Linked DNA regions of Mus musculus: regions 1, 2 and 4 are each linked to region 3. The links are chromatin contacts, called in public ChIA-PET and promoter capture Hi-C maps. All regions are on one chromosome and are shown on one strand. Each heading gives the region's core, a stretch centred on a gene start, on an enhancer-like site or on the middle of the called end of the contact. The rest is flanking DNA. Distances are from core to core; before and after follow the strand shown. Region 1 overlaps Uvrag (UV radiation resistance associated gene). Region 2 holds the start of Spcs2 (signal peptidase complex subunit 2 homolog (S. cerevisiae)). Region 3 holds the start of Klhl35 (kelch-like 35). Region 4 overlaps Uvrag (UV radiation resistance associated gene).

The links. ChIA-PET counts read pairs in DNA pulled down with a chosen protein or histone mark. Capture Hi-C pulls out chosen DNA fragments and counts their contacts.
Region 1: an RNA polymerase II ChIA-PET map of memory CD8 T cells shows a contact between it and region 3, with 9 read pairs. The contact joins the enhancer-like site here to the promoter of Klhl35 in region 3. A contact is called at or near these places in 6 of 39 promoter capture datasets (the 3T3-L1 cell line, cranial neural crest, embryonic stem cells and 3 more), 2 of 484 Hi-C or Micro-C datasets (cerebellum and embryonic stem cells) and 1 of 115 datasets of contacts at active chromatin or transcription factors (memory CD8 T cells).
Region 2: a promoter capture Hi-C map of pancreatic islet shows a contact between it and region 3. The contact joins the promoter of Spcs2 here to the promoter of Klhl35 in region 3. A contact is called at or near these places in 1 of 39 promoter capture datasets (neural stem cells), 2 of 484 Hi-C or Micro-C datasets (bone marrow-derived macrophages and erythroid progenitors), 7 of 115 datasets of contacts at active chromatin or transcription factors (embryonic basal ganglia, embryonic hindbrain, embryonic limb bud and 4 more) and 3 of 9 other capture datasets (adipose tissue, embryonic stem cells and pancreatic islet).
Region 4: an RNA polymerase II ChIA-PET map of memory CD8 T cells shows a contact between it and region 3, with 6 read pairs. The contact joins the enhancer-like site here to the promoter of Klhl35 in region 3. A contact is called at or near these places in 2 of 39 promoter capture datasets (hippocampal neurons and stem cell-derived epiblast-like cells), 1 of 484 Hi-C or Micro-C datasets (B cells) and 2 of 115 datasets of contacts at active chromatin or transcription factors (embryonic stem cells and memory CD8 T cells).

The regions. Positions count from the first base shown.
Region 1 is chr7:99,127,820-99,130,539 of GRCm38.p6, reverse strand. The region is part of intron 1 of Uvrag (UV radiation resistance associated gene); the gene reads left to right. Among named protein-coding and RNA genes, the nearest start is that of Uvrag, 12 kb to the left of the region's middle. Within about 2 kb of position 1,364, at least 66 of the 459 cell types and tissues checked have an H3K27ac peak or open chromatin away from gene starts, as enhancers often do. A contact at or near this core is called in memory CD8 T cells, pre-B cells and stem cell-derived epiblast-like cells, where this site is marked.
Region 2 is chr7:99,857,546-99,860,245 of GRCm38.p6, reverse strand. It overlaps Spcs2 (signal peptidase complex subunit 2 homolog (S. cerevisiae)), which reads left to right and starts at 1,363. Exons shown (of 5, transcript NM_025668.3): 1 at 1,363-1,482. The coding sequence starts at 1,369. Xrra1 (X-ray radiation resistance associated 1) reads right to left here and starts at 1,028. Exons shown (of 19, transcript NM_001164258.1): 1 at 1,016-1,028.
Region 3 is chr7:99,464,591-99,467,290 of GRCm38.p6, reverse strand. Klhl35 (kelch-like 35) reads right to left here and starts at 1,287. Exons shown (of 7, transcript NM_028145.1): 1 at 1,187-1,287.
Region 4 is chr7:99,085,857-99,088,608 of GRCm38.p6, reverse strand. Uvrag (UV radiation resistance associated gene) reads left to right here. Exons shown (of 15, transcript NM_178635.3): 5 at 434-508. Among named protein-coding and RNA genes, the nearest start is that of Uvrag, 54 kb to the left of the region's middle. Within about 2 kb of position 1,443, at least 83 of the 459 cell types and tissues checked have an H3K27ac peak or open chromatin away from gene starts, as enhancers often do. A contact at or near this core is called in B cells and memory CD8 T cells, where this site is marked.

The DNA.
Region 1 (2,720 bases), core at 115-2,614, 340 kb after region 3:
GTTTGTGCAGAAGCTCTCTGCGGCTTATATTCCAATTTAGTTAGTTGATTGTGTGCCCTTTGCCGCTCACTTTCCGTGGCTCACATTCCAATTTAGCTAGCTGACCACATGTCCTTTTCAGAACATCTCTGGTATTAGCTTTCTGTTACAATGAAGAAAGAAGAAAAGAAGAATCAATTATGAAAAGGGTGGGCTTTTGGAAATTTGGAGTTAGGAGGCTTCAATCCATGACCTCATTGCTTGCCCTTATGGTGAAACAGCCTGGACTCTGTGAGCACAGCAGCTCAAAGCTGTCCCTCCTGACTGGGGAACCCCAACATCCCTTTAAGGGTGCATGCCCTAAAGACTCTGCTAAATCTGAGCTCCTGAAGTTTGTCACACTTCCCAGTGGTGCTATCCCAGGGACCAAGCCATTAACACACAGGCCTTTGGGAATGTTCTAGACCTGGTCTCTGGTTCCCTTCAGTTCAGGATCCAGCTGCCATCCAGGTTTAGTCAATTTATAAACAAAGAACACAGGCTTTGCCTTTTAAAAGTGTCAAGGCTAGGGATGGTGTGGCTCAGTGGTAAATCCCTTACCTAGCTTGCATGAAGCCAGTGGGTTCAGTTCCAGCAGAGAGAGAGAGAGAGGGAGAGAGAGAGGGAGAGAGAGAGAGAGAGAGAGAAGAGGAAGGAGGAAGAGAAGAAGAGAGAGAGAGAGAGAGAGAGAAGGAAGGAGGAAGAGAGGGAGAGAGAGACCAAACAACCCAAAACCCCTCCTGTTGCTGGGCATGGTGGTGCACACTTATGATCCCAGTTCTTGGAACTTTTTGAGTTCCTTTTGCAGTAATGGTATTCAGAGGTGTTGCTAGCAAATCACAAGTAGTTAGGAGATAATAAAATGATCTGGTTTATTACGATATGGTATGCAAGGAGAAGATTTGTGATTGCTGGAGGTTTGGGGCCCTGTGCTTGTTTATGAAGCTTAGAATGAGCGGAACAAGAGGACCTCGCTACGTAAAGGAGCATGGGTTAAATTTCTAAGAAAGGATGCAGCCGGAGTAAGGAGAAGTCAAAGTTCTGCCTTAGAAATACCAAGTTCTGGCTTACGGTAGTCTCTGCCTGGGATCAGCATGTCCATGCTAAATGCATCTCAGTGCCTCGAATCTTCCTAAGGAGTTGTCTAGAGCTTGATAGTAGGACCTGAACTTTAGTTTTCAGAATCGGAAGTTGATAACACAGGCGGAACCGTGTATGCCTGCCATGCTCGGAAGACAGTGGATGGACACTGCTGGCTGTTGTAACTGGGTAGAATACATGAGACCCAAAAGGCCAAGAGGCCTCACAGGTTTTGAAGCCGGGTGTCTCAGGGGCAAGCTTGGTGCACCCATCTGGGAGATCAGGCCCAGTTTCACTTTTGCTTCTTACTAACAGTGTGAAGTGAGTACTCCCTGCTTTGATTCGGGCTTTCTCATTAAAAAATAAGTCTGGATGCTGTAGATCTCTGCTTCCATCGAAAACATGCATTTGAAGTACCCGGTGACAAAGAATAAGGGATCTACTTGAGTAGGTCATTGCTGTGCTAGGACCTAGGGTCTGCATGAGGAACACATTCGCTGGTGGTGCAGGGTCCCCTGGCTTAGATGACTTTCAGAGGCCTCTCTGGTCTGCAGTTCTGGAATTCTAGTCATTGACTGTTTTGGGTCTGAGGTCTGTTTTCCTTCTCTTTTCTCATCAATATGAAGATAGCTGAGTTCTAGCCTGTCTCTTTCCTTCAGTCAGCCATGTACTTCCCTGACAGCCCCGCCCCTAACAGCCCCGCCCCCATCTGTCTATCAGCTTATTTTCATAAAGTTCCTCACTGTTTCTGCAGGGCCTTCACACCCATTGCTTTATTCTCCAACAAGCCACATAGGTGCACGGATGGACATGTCTACACTCTGCAGGAAGGGACACAGCCAGTGGTTGCTCACTAGCGTGTATAGAGCATCCCTCAAGTTCAGGGTTACTGTAACCTGAGCTTTCACTGTGTTGCACTTCTACAGGGAATGGCTGTTACATATGTCTCCATTTAAAGATTTATTGCAAGGGGGCTGGAGAGAGATGGCTTTTGGGACCTTGAAAAGCAGCTTGTTTTCTGGGTGAGCTAGGGTTAAACCCCGGAGACCCAGCAGATAACTCTGCAAGGTATGGAAGGAAGTTTGTCATGCTCCCAGACACCAGGCTCCTGACATGAGGGCCCAGCTCCTTAATTCTGTGGCCATTAGTCAGGTAGGGCACCGCCCCAAGCTCCTGGTATTCTGTCTGGACTCCACGCCCACAGTTACCTAGCAACAGCCAGGTAGGCCTGGCCCACTATGAAAGGGGCTGCTGGCCCCCTCCTCCCTCTCTTACTCCTGTTTCCCTCTTGCTTCTCTCTTGCCCTCTTGTTCCCCCTCTCTCTGCATTCCCTTCCTCCCTGCATTCCCTTCCCCCCTCTCTCCACGTGGCCATGGCCGGCCTCTTCTTCTCTACTTTCTCAGCCTCTACTACCCTCTTAGCTCCCCTTTCAGCCATGACAATAAACACCTTTAAACCATGGACTGCCTCTTCTTATTGGACGGCACATCTAATATCCTTGTGCTCTCAGACTTGTTTCCCATTAAGCCAAGCAAACTAAGGACTCTCCTCTGTGGGAACCAGCTGGAGCGCTCTCCTGCCCTTTTCCCTCTGGCCAGGGCTAGTGCCCGCCCTCAGGCACC
Region 2 (2,700 bases), core at 114-2,613, 390 kb before region 3:
GTCACCATTTCAAAGAATGGTTGGCCCCTGCATGCTGGTGTTTCTGCAGAATAAATGCTCTTTGTTTTTGTATACTCTCTGAGCCTGGGGTCTTCTTTCAGTGATTTTTGGACCCTTACAACTGGAGTGGCCAGGAATTGCTTAATCGAGGATGAAATCTAATCTGCTATTCTTTAGTGATCATGTGAACATAGCCTTGCCAAGAACATTTTGTCTCTTTCATTCAGAGGTATATTCTAAGTGTGTAGAACAGGACTGAGTACATGCTAAGCGATTCAGAGGCTGGGCATGGTATTATACACCTTTGGTTCCAGCACTAAGGAGTCAGAGGTAGGTGGATCTCTGGGAGTTTGAAGCCAATTTGTCTACACAGTGAGTTTCAGGACAGCTAGACCTAATGGTGAGACCCTGTCTCAGAAAAACAAAACAAAATGTCTAGCGAATTCAGTATCTGGCGGATCATCTGTACACATATGGAAAATATGTAGGTATAAAAACTAAATAATGCAATGTAATATGGCATAAAGTGATATTACTATGAGATATCCCAGGTCTATTTTCCTTATATGCCTTAGTTTCAGTGTCAAGTTTTTTTGGTGCTCAATATTTTTTTCTCTCAATATTTATAAAAATCACATTGTCAAACTGGAAACATGCTTTTAAGTTTAAAAAACTAAAAAGTTGGTTTTAAGTGTGTTCTGACTTATGCTCTCTGGCTTCTGAAAAATTCCTTTTCTTGTCTATACAGCATTATCCTGAGACAGACACAGAATGGGTGGATGTAAGTGCATGTAGGGCACTGCCTAGCACACAGTAGGCACTCAATAAATGATAGTTCTACAGGAAACATTACTAACAGCTGAGATTATGGTTACTTCGGAGAGAATAATCGAGCTGATATTCTACCTTCAGGGACAGAAAGGGGTGAAGAGCAGGCTCTACCTCCCTTCTTAGGACACAACATCTGGGGCTGGAAAGACTCATAATTCAAGCAAAATTAAGTTTCCAGCCACACCTGCCTTCGGCGTCGTTTCCGCCTCCGAAGAGCCCGCGGAGGCGATGTCCCTGTCAGGCGGAGTGCACGCCTGCAAGCCTCACGGGAATCTCGGAGTCGCTCCACGGTGGCGCTTGCCACAGCCTTCCCCACCCACTCCTTAGTAACCGCGAGGATGTGGCTAGCAACGGAGGCGGCAACCGGCGACGGCAGATTCTAACTACAAGTCCCGTCAAGCCCCGCGGCCTCTTTCAGCCCTCATCAGCACACCAGACTACGGATCCCGATGGGCTCTGCGCTGCCTATCACATGAGCAGCTTCAGCCAATCGGCTTCGGACAAGTCGTATGGGAGGGAGACACGGAGGGAGACAAGATGGCAGCGTCGGCGTCGCAGGGTGGGAGAAGCGGCGGTGGCGGAGGCAGTAGTGGGGCTGGCGGCGGCCCCAGCTGCGGGACAAGCAGCAGCCGCAGTGGTTTGTTGGATAAGGTGAGGAGCTTAGTCCTGGGGACAATCTAGAGCCCGGGGAATGCCCAGGAGCTGGTGAGCCCAGCTTCCCATCCCCACCCCCTTATTTTCTGTGGCTCCTTGAGCGCTCCTCCGTAGCACACGAACGCACACTTGTAACTTGCCCTCTCTACACGTTGGAAAACAATCCTTCCCTTTAGTCGTCTCTTTAAGCAAGTGCTGCTGGTCCCTAACCGCCACCGCAGCTTCTCGTAATTATGGCAATATTTCACCATAATGATCACGTTTCTATTGTGCTAGGAGGGCCACTCTTGAAAATGCCCATAACATCAACGTGGAAAATGGAACTTCTAAAGAAATTGAAAGAATCTCCTCGAAGTCAGTATTCCCCAAACCCTTCCACCATCATCCTCGCGTGTTGCTACAGAGCCCAAAGAGTTCCTTGGCCTTTAAAGTTTTTAAGGGTTTTTTTTTTTTTTTTGGTTTCTTTTAATTTTTTCATGATATGTCAAATAATGAAATATTCGTATGTTGACTTCCCTTGCTGGTCTGATAGGAAGCCTTAAGATTCTTTGTCCCTCTTGGGTTCCCTGCCTTTCTCTTCCCCTGCGTGGCCTTTTCTGTCTGTACCAGCTGACTGCTTTCCACTCTGCCTACACAATTTCTAAAGAATTTCACGTCCTTGTCCATAAGGGCTTAAAGGAAAGAGTCAGGGGAGGAACGCTGCTCCTGGATTGACCATCTTGCCCCTTGCACAGCAACTTGCAAGAGACAGTTGCCTGAAAAACGGGCCTGGCATTAGTTTTGCCTCTAGCTCTGTGTCCTAAAATGTGCCTGTTCTCCTTATTGCCTTCCTTATTCTGTAGAATGAGGGGTTTAGTCCAGCATACCTTCTGGCCCCCTTCCAGGGTTGTCCTTCCCAGCTGATGTGATGAGGGTGAAGCATGGTGCTTTCATATAGTAAACCACTTTTCTTGAAACATTTTAATCGAAATGCTCTATTACTCCTCTGTGTGGAACAGATGGCTAGGGCTTAAGAGATGGATGCCTGATCATCCCGCATTTGTGTAGCTTCCTACATGGTAGGCAGCACTCCACCACTGACCCACGTCCCCAGTTCCCCTTGTCTTTTGGAGGGTCCTTAGAGTCAAGTTTGAGACAGGGTCTTGCTGTGTAGCTAAGCTGGCCTGGACTGGAACTGGCTTTGTGCAGGATCCAGGGACCAAACTCGGCTTGTAA
Region 3 (2,700 bases), core at 38-2,537:
CTAGTCTCCAGTGGGAAGATCCAGGTTCTAGGGACCACATGGAGCTATCATCCTCCTTTAGTCTGGTGTGATCTCACCTAGGCAAGCCACTGGCACCGTTTATGAAACAGAATAGTTAGAGTTCCTAGCCACAGAACTGTAACTATTGGATGAAGTATATAAAATTGCTGCATTTGTAGTATGCCCCAGTCATCGGCTTACCTTTTTACAGCATGGGGTGTGGGTAAGTTGACCCTTAGAGGAGTTGTGAGGAAGCAGCCATATGGAGGGAGCCTGCCCTTGAGAGGATTGCTGTGAGGGTCAGTGAAGGGGTGTGTATGAAAACGCACCACAGATTGCAGGCCGTTCACCCTGGTTAGGACTTGGTCCTTAAGAACACACAGTCAGTACTTGGCCTGGTCTGTAAATGGACCGAGGTCTCCTTTCTGTGGGAACTTACTCCATGGCTCATCTCTGCTTCTTATCTGCCTCTCCCTACCTACATTGTCCCATCTGCAGATCAGCCTGCCTCTCCTAGCCTATGCAGGACCATGTAGGTGGATCCCTTGCCTCAGAGTCATAAGAAATAAGTTCCTGGTGGACAAGGACTGTAGCCCAGATAGAGGCTGCCAGCCCAAGTCCACCATGTACCTGGAAGCCCTTGCCAGGGGGGAGGTGAGTCCTCAAGGAACGACCAGGCGTACACAGAGGGAAATGAGACAGGTTGTCAGAGTGCAGCAGGGCTGTCCTTAGCTAGCCTAGGACACAGCTACTCTCTAGGCTGAGACCCAGGAAGGCAGGTCTCAGCAAAAGGAGTCTGCCTGCTAGTGTGGTGGACTGTGCCAATACTTACGCATTCTACTGCCACCTCTGTCCTAGGCTGAGGGAACTGTAGGGACACGATAGTGGGAGACTCAGTTTCCACCATGGAGTCTATCGTCTGGGAGTCCAAGGATGCATGAGAAGTTAGGGATTCTGTCAGCATTCTTCCATCTCAGAGTCTCAGCCTGTGAAACTGGCTCAGTGAGCCACTATCCTGCTCTTACCCCGGATACACACACACACACACACACACACACACACACACACACACACCTCCACCCCCACATACACTCTTACACACCACACAGGCTCACACTTTGGGTGGACGCCCCTCAGAACAAGACACCACTTTAGCCAACTGCTAACCCAGGTACTTGGCTCTTACCTGGCCACGCCCTCTTCCTGGGACTGCTTCTCTGGCAGAGCTGCTCCTGTCTGTGCCTGCCGCTTGCCAGCTCTGCCTGCTTGCCTTGCAGCCTGAGCTGATTTTATTCTCGCTTTGCCTAGACTCCCACTTGGGCTCAGCTGCGGGAGGACAAAGGGTCTGTCTGGGCGCCAGGGGGGGAGGGGAGGAGAGGGAGCCGGTAGGAATGGGCACTGGGCTTTTGTTCCACTCTTGGGCCAGTTTTGGAAGGGAGGAGTGTAGATAAGCGTGGAATTGGTTGTGTGTTATGGTGGGCTGCGGTGTTTTGAAGGTTGGGGTGTCTGCTTCAGGTAGATGGGTGGTTATCAGTGTGTAGGTGTTTCTAGAACTTGTATGTGTGTGAGTGCATACACACAGTGACTGTAGTACTGGGGTGCTTGGGCTCTGGGGACATGTGACTACATAGCTTTGGATGTAACCAAGAATGTGGCTGCCTTTGTTGTGGATCCTGGTTTCCCTTCTGCCTCTTTGTCACCAACTCACACAGGTTCCTCCCTCACAGCGTTCCTGTCACTGTATTTGTGACTGGTCATTTGCATGTCGGGTTTGTGTGTGTAAGGAATGAGTATAAGGTGTCTGTGTGGACAGATGCTCATGCAGGTGTGACCAGGATCTTCTGGGTTGTGTGTATTGTGTGGTGTCCAAGTGGAAAGGACACAGTGGGAGCACGTGTTGGCACTGAGCACATTGAAGTGGATGGAGAGAGAATGGGATGGCTCTGAGTCCACCTGACCTCCCGGAGCCAGACAGTGTGGGTTTAGAGGGTGGTGTGGGACCTCTTGCTGCCTCTGTGAAGGACTGCAGGGCTTGTCACAGGAGCACAGCAATCCAGGGAGGAGGTGGCCTCCAATAGCGTCTGTCCTGTTGTGTCAGGACACTGTCACAGTTGTCATACTGTCACTGTCACAGTGTTGTCACTGGACAACACTGACTACATCGATGCCTGCCCCTCGGCCTGACGTCGCTCATCAGCAGGAGGGTAATGGTGACTCTGCCCTTTGTGTGGAGTTACCTCTGTGTGTTAGAGCCCGATACTGCCTGGCTCAGGTAGGCTTAGAGATCGTGGAAGATGGGAGATATTATGGTTTGGTATGAGTATAGAGTGTCCCCTGGAAGGCTTTATGGCGCCAGAGAGATGGCTCAGAGATAAAGGCACCTGCTTCTATGCCTGAGGATATCTGAAATCCACAAGGTGGAAGGAGAGAACCCATTCACATACATACTTGTAGCACACAGGTACCCATGCACATTCACACATCCGCACATAACAAATAAAAATGAGAAAAATTTAGATCAGGTGTAGTGTGGTACATGCTATTTATTTCAATACTCAGGATCTCTGCAAGTTCTGGGACAGCCTGGTCTACTTAGTGAATTCTGGGATAGCTCAGGGCTATATAGTGAGTCCCTGTCTCCAAAAAAAATTATTTTTAAAGCTCTACAAGTTGGTACCTTGGTCCCTAGGCTGGTGGTAC
Region 4 (2,752 bases), core at 194-2,693, 380 kb after region 3:
TTTTAATCCTTCCAAGTTGTATTTTTCCGGTCTTGCAGGTGAAGTTGGGTCAGCACAGGGCAGTTGATCCCAAAAAGACCAGAAAGTAGAAGCTAATCTGATGTCATAATTTTAAAGCATTTGTAGAGTTTTTTTATTTTTAATTTTTTTAGTGGTTTGCTGCTGTCCTTCAGGCATAACTGTTCCATCACAAGTTAACAATGTTGGTGACAATCACTAATGGCTCCAATAGCCTCACGTGGTGTTTGTGAGGCTTTTGACTAAAGCTGGATGGACTGTCCTCTCTGTCACTCACTGGCCTTTGAGACCTGATTTCTTTGCTGCCCCTTTTGTTTAGGTGGAGCCGGCCTGTTCGTTGGCATGGAAATTTCAGCTGTTATGCTCTGACATCTGGAATAAGATCAACTAATAGTATGTTTTCCTCCTTCCTTAGATCCATGCCCGCAACCAGAATGAAATCATTTTTGGGCTGAATGATGGCTACTACGGTGCTCCCTGTGAACACAAGGTAAGAGGGGTCTCCGAGTGCTCTGAGTTTTGGTTAGTACAGGGCCTGTGCACCCGGGAAGCTGGACTCCCGAGAAGAGCTGAGCAGTCAGAATCGTGTTGTAAGTGTCCCTTTGAGTCTGCTCTTCGGGGTGGTGTGGAGGAATGCCTTCCGCAGTGAGAACGAGTTTCGCAGGACACACAAGCACGCTGAGAAGTCGGTACTAAATCCTGATCATGTTTTCTCAAAGGGAAACCTGAGCTAGCTGGTTTCTGCATAATTCCTGGGGGATTAAGAGAGTGGTGAGCTGGGCATGGTGGCATAGGCTTGCAGTCCTAGCCACTTAGAAGGCTGTGTGTAGCAGGAGGACTAAAGGTCAGATACTGCCCAGGTTCAGAGTGAGTTCAAGGCCAGCCTAGGAAGCTGAGTTAGGCCCTGTCTCAGAATGAAAAGAGGCTGGGTGTGTTGCTCAGCAGTGGGGCTTTACCACCGTGCTGGAAGCCCAGGTTCAATCTTCAGTCCTGCCCTCCCCCCAAAATAGGCAAGGTGACTTTTGTCTAAATGGAAGAGTTTAATGGAAATGTTCAGTTGTGTTTATCATTCTCAGTAAGCCTAAGAAACCCAAATTGTGCTGGACATAGTCGCATATGCTATTAATCCCAGCAAGTGGGAAGCAGAGGCAGGTGTATCCTTGTGAGTTTGAGGCTAGCCTGGTCTACATAGAGAGTTCCAGATCAGCCTGATGTATACAGTGAGATCCAGCCTCAAAAGAGAGAAAGAAAGGAACTGAAACTGAAGCTGTTTCGTAGCCATTGCTGTCTCTGCATCTAAAGGTGATGAGAGGAAGGCGAGGCAGAGCCCCGTTTGTTCTTAGCCGGGAGCTTCTGTGAGCAGCATCCTTGTGGCGGGGACTCAGCATCTGCCTCCTGTTTACACTCACCACAAACCACTGTGGTGGTGGCTTTGTTCTCCATCTCACAGTACAGGCAGGAACTGACTGGGAGGATGCACTCCATAGGGTCTAGAGAGCGGCTGAGCTGAGATGTTAGTTATGTGCCCAAGGCTGCTTCCCCCACTCTGACAACTTTTACCAAAAACCAAACCAACCAACCAACCAAACCAAAACAGTCCTCCCCCAGCCTTTTGTAAACTCTTCACATTGCTTTTGCTCAGAAATTGTTGCTCATAATCTCTGCTGTGAGGATGTCACACTCGGATGCCCTGTCTGTCATTCCTGAGTGCCTGCCCAGGGTTGGCTCCTGTGTTCAGTGCTGAGCACAGTGGTGAAGGAGGGCTGGGGGCAGACACACCCCTCCCTTCCAGCTGTTTGGCTAAGACAGGAGGATGGCCTGTCCTGGTCCCCAGAGGAGGGATTTGGTTGCTAACGTTGTAATCCAGGTTCTGAATAGAAGACAGTATGTGAAAGGTGTGGGCGCTGAATGGAGAGAGCTTTCCAGGGGAGGAGGCTGAGCTTGAAAGGCCACAGAGTAGAAAGGGCACAAGGTGAGTCTGAGGGACAGAAGGGAGGTGAGAGTAGCCCCAGGCCAGCCCATGGGGAGTTTCGAGATTTTATCCACAGGACAGAGGCGTGTGCTCTAACCAGATTTATGTAATAGTTTAGCTCTGGCTTATTTTAAAGAGCAAGAGTGACTGTGGAGAGACAGTGAGAAGGACCTTGCAGTGCCATGGACAAGAGATGACAGTTTGGCATGGACCATAGCAGGGTAGGGAAGACAGATGACATCCAGGCCCAGGCACGTGCTAGGCAAGCTCTTTACCACTGAGCCACACACCCAGCTAGGAAGGCGACAGAGTTGGGGTTTTAGGAGAGAAAATCACTAGGATTTGTTGTGGTTTGCATTTGAGATAAAAGGAAAAAAGAGATGTCAAGGGTGATTTTGGATTTCTGGTTTAAAGTAACTGGATAGATGAAAGATGATAGCCACAGGAAGCTTAGCGACAAGGCGGGGTGGGCAGGGAGGAAGAGCACAGATCCTGAGGTAAGATGGCCACAGGCATGTGCAGTGTCTTTAAACCCCTGTGTTGACGACAAGTAGCCATCTGAATTCCTGAACCTGGAGAGAAATGAACTATAAACATGGGGCGATGACAAAGCCTCTGAAGTCATGTGAGACACAGGCTGGCAACATGCTGTTCAGTAGAGAAGGACTGAGTAGCCCAGGCTGGAGAAGAAGCAGGCAGTGGTGTGACCAAGAAGCAGTAGAGCACGTGCTGCTGGGTCTGGGGCCCAGCGTCTCTGCTTTC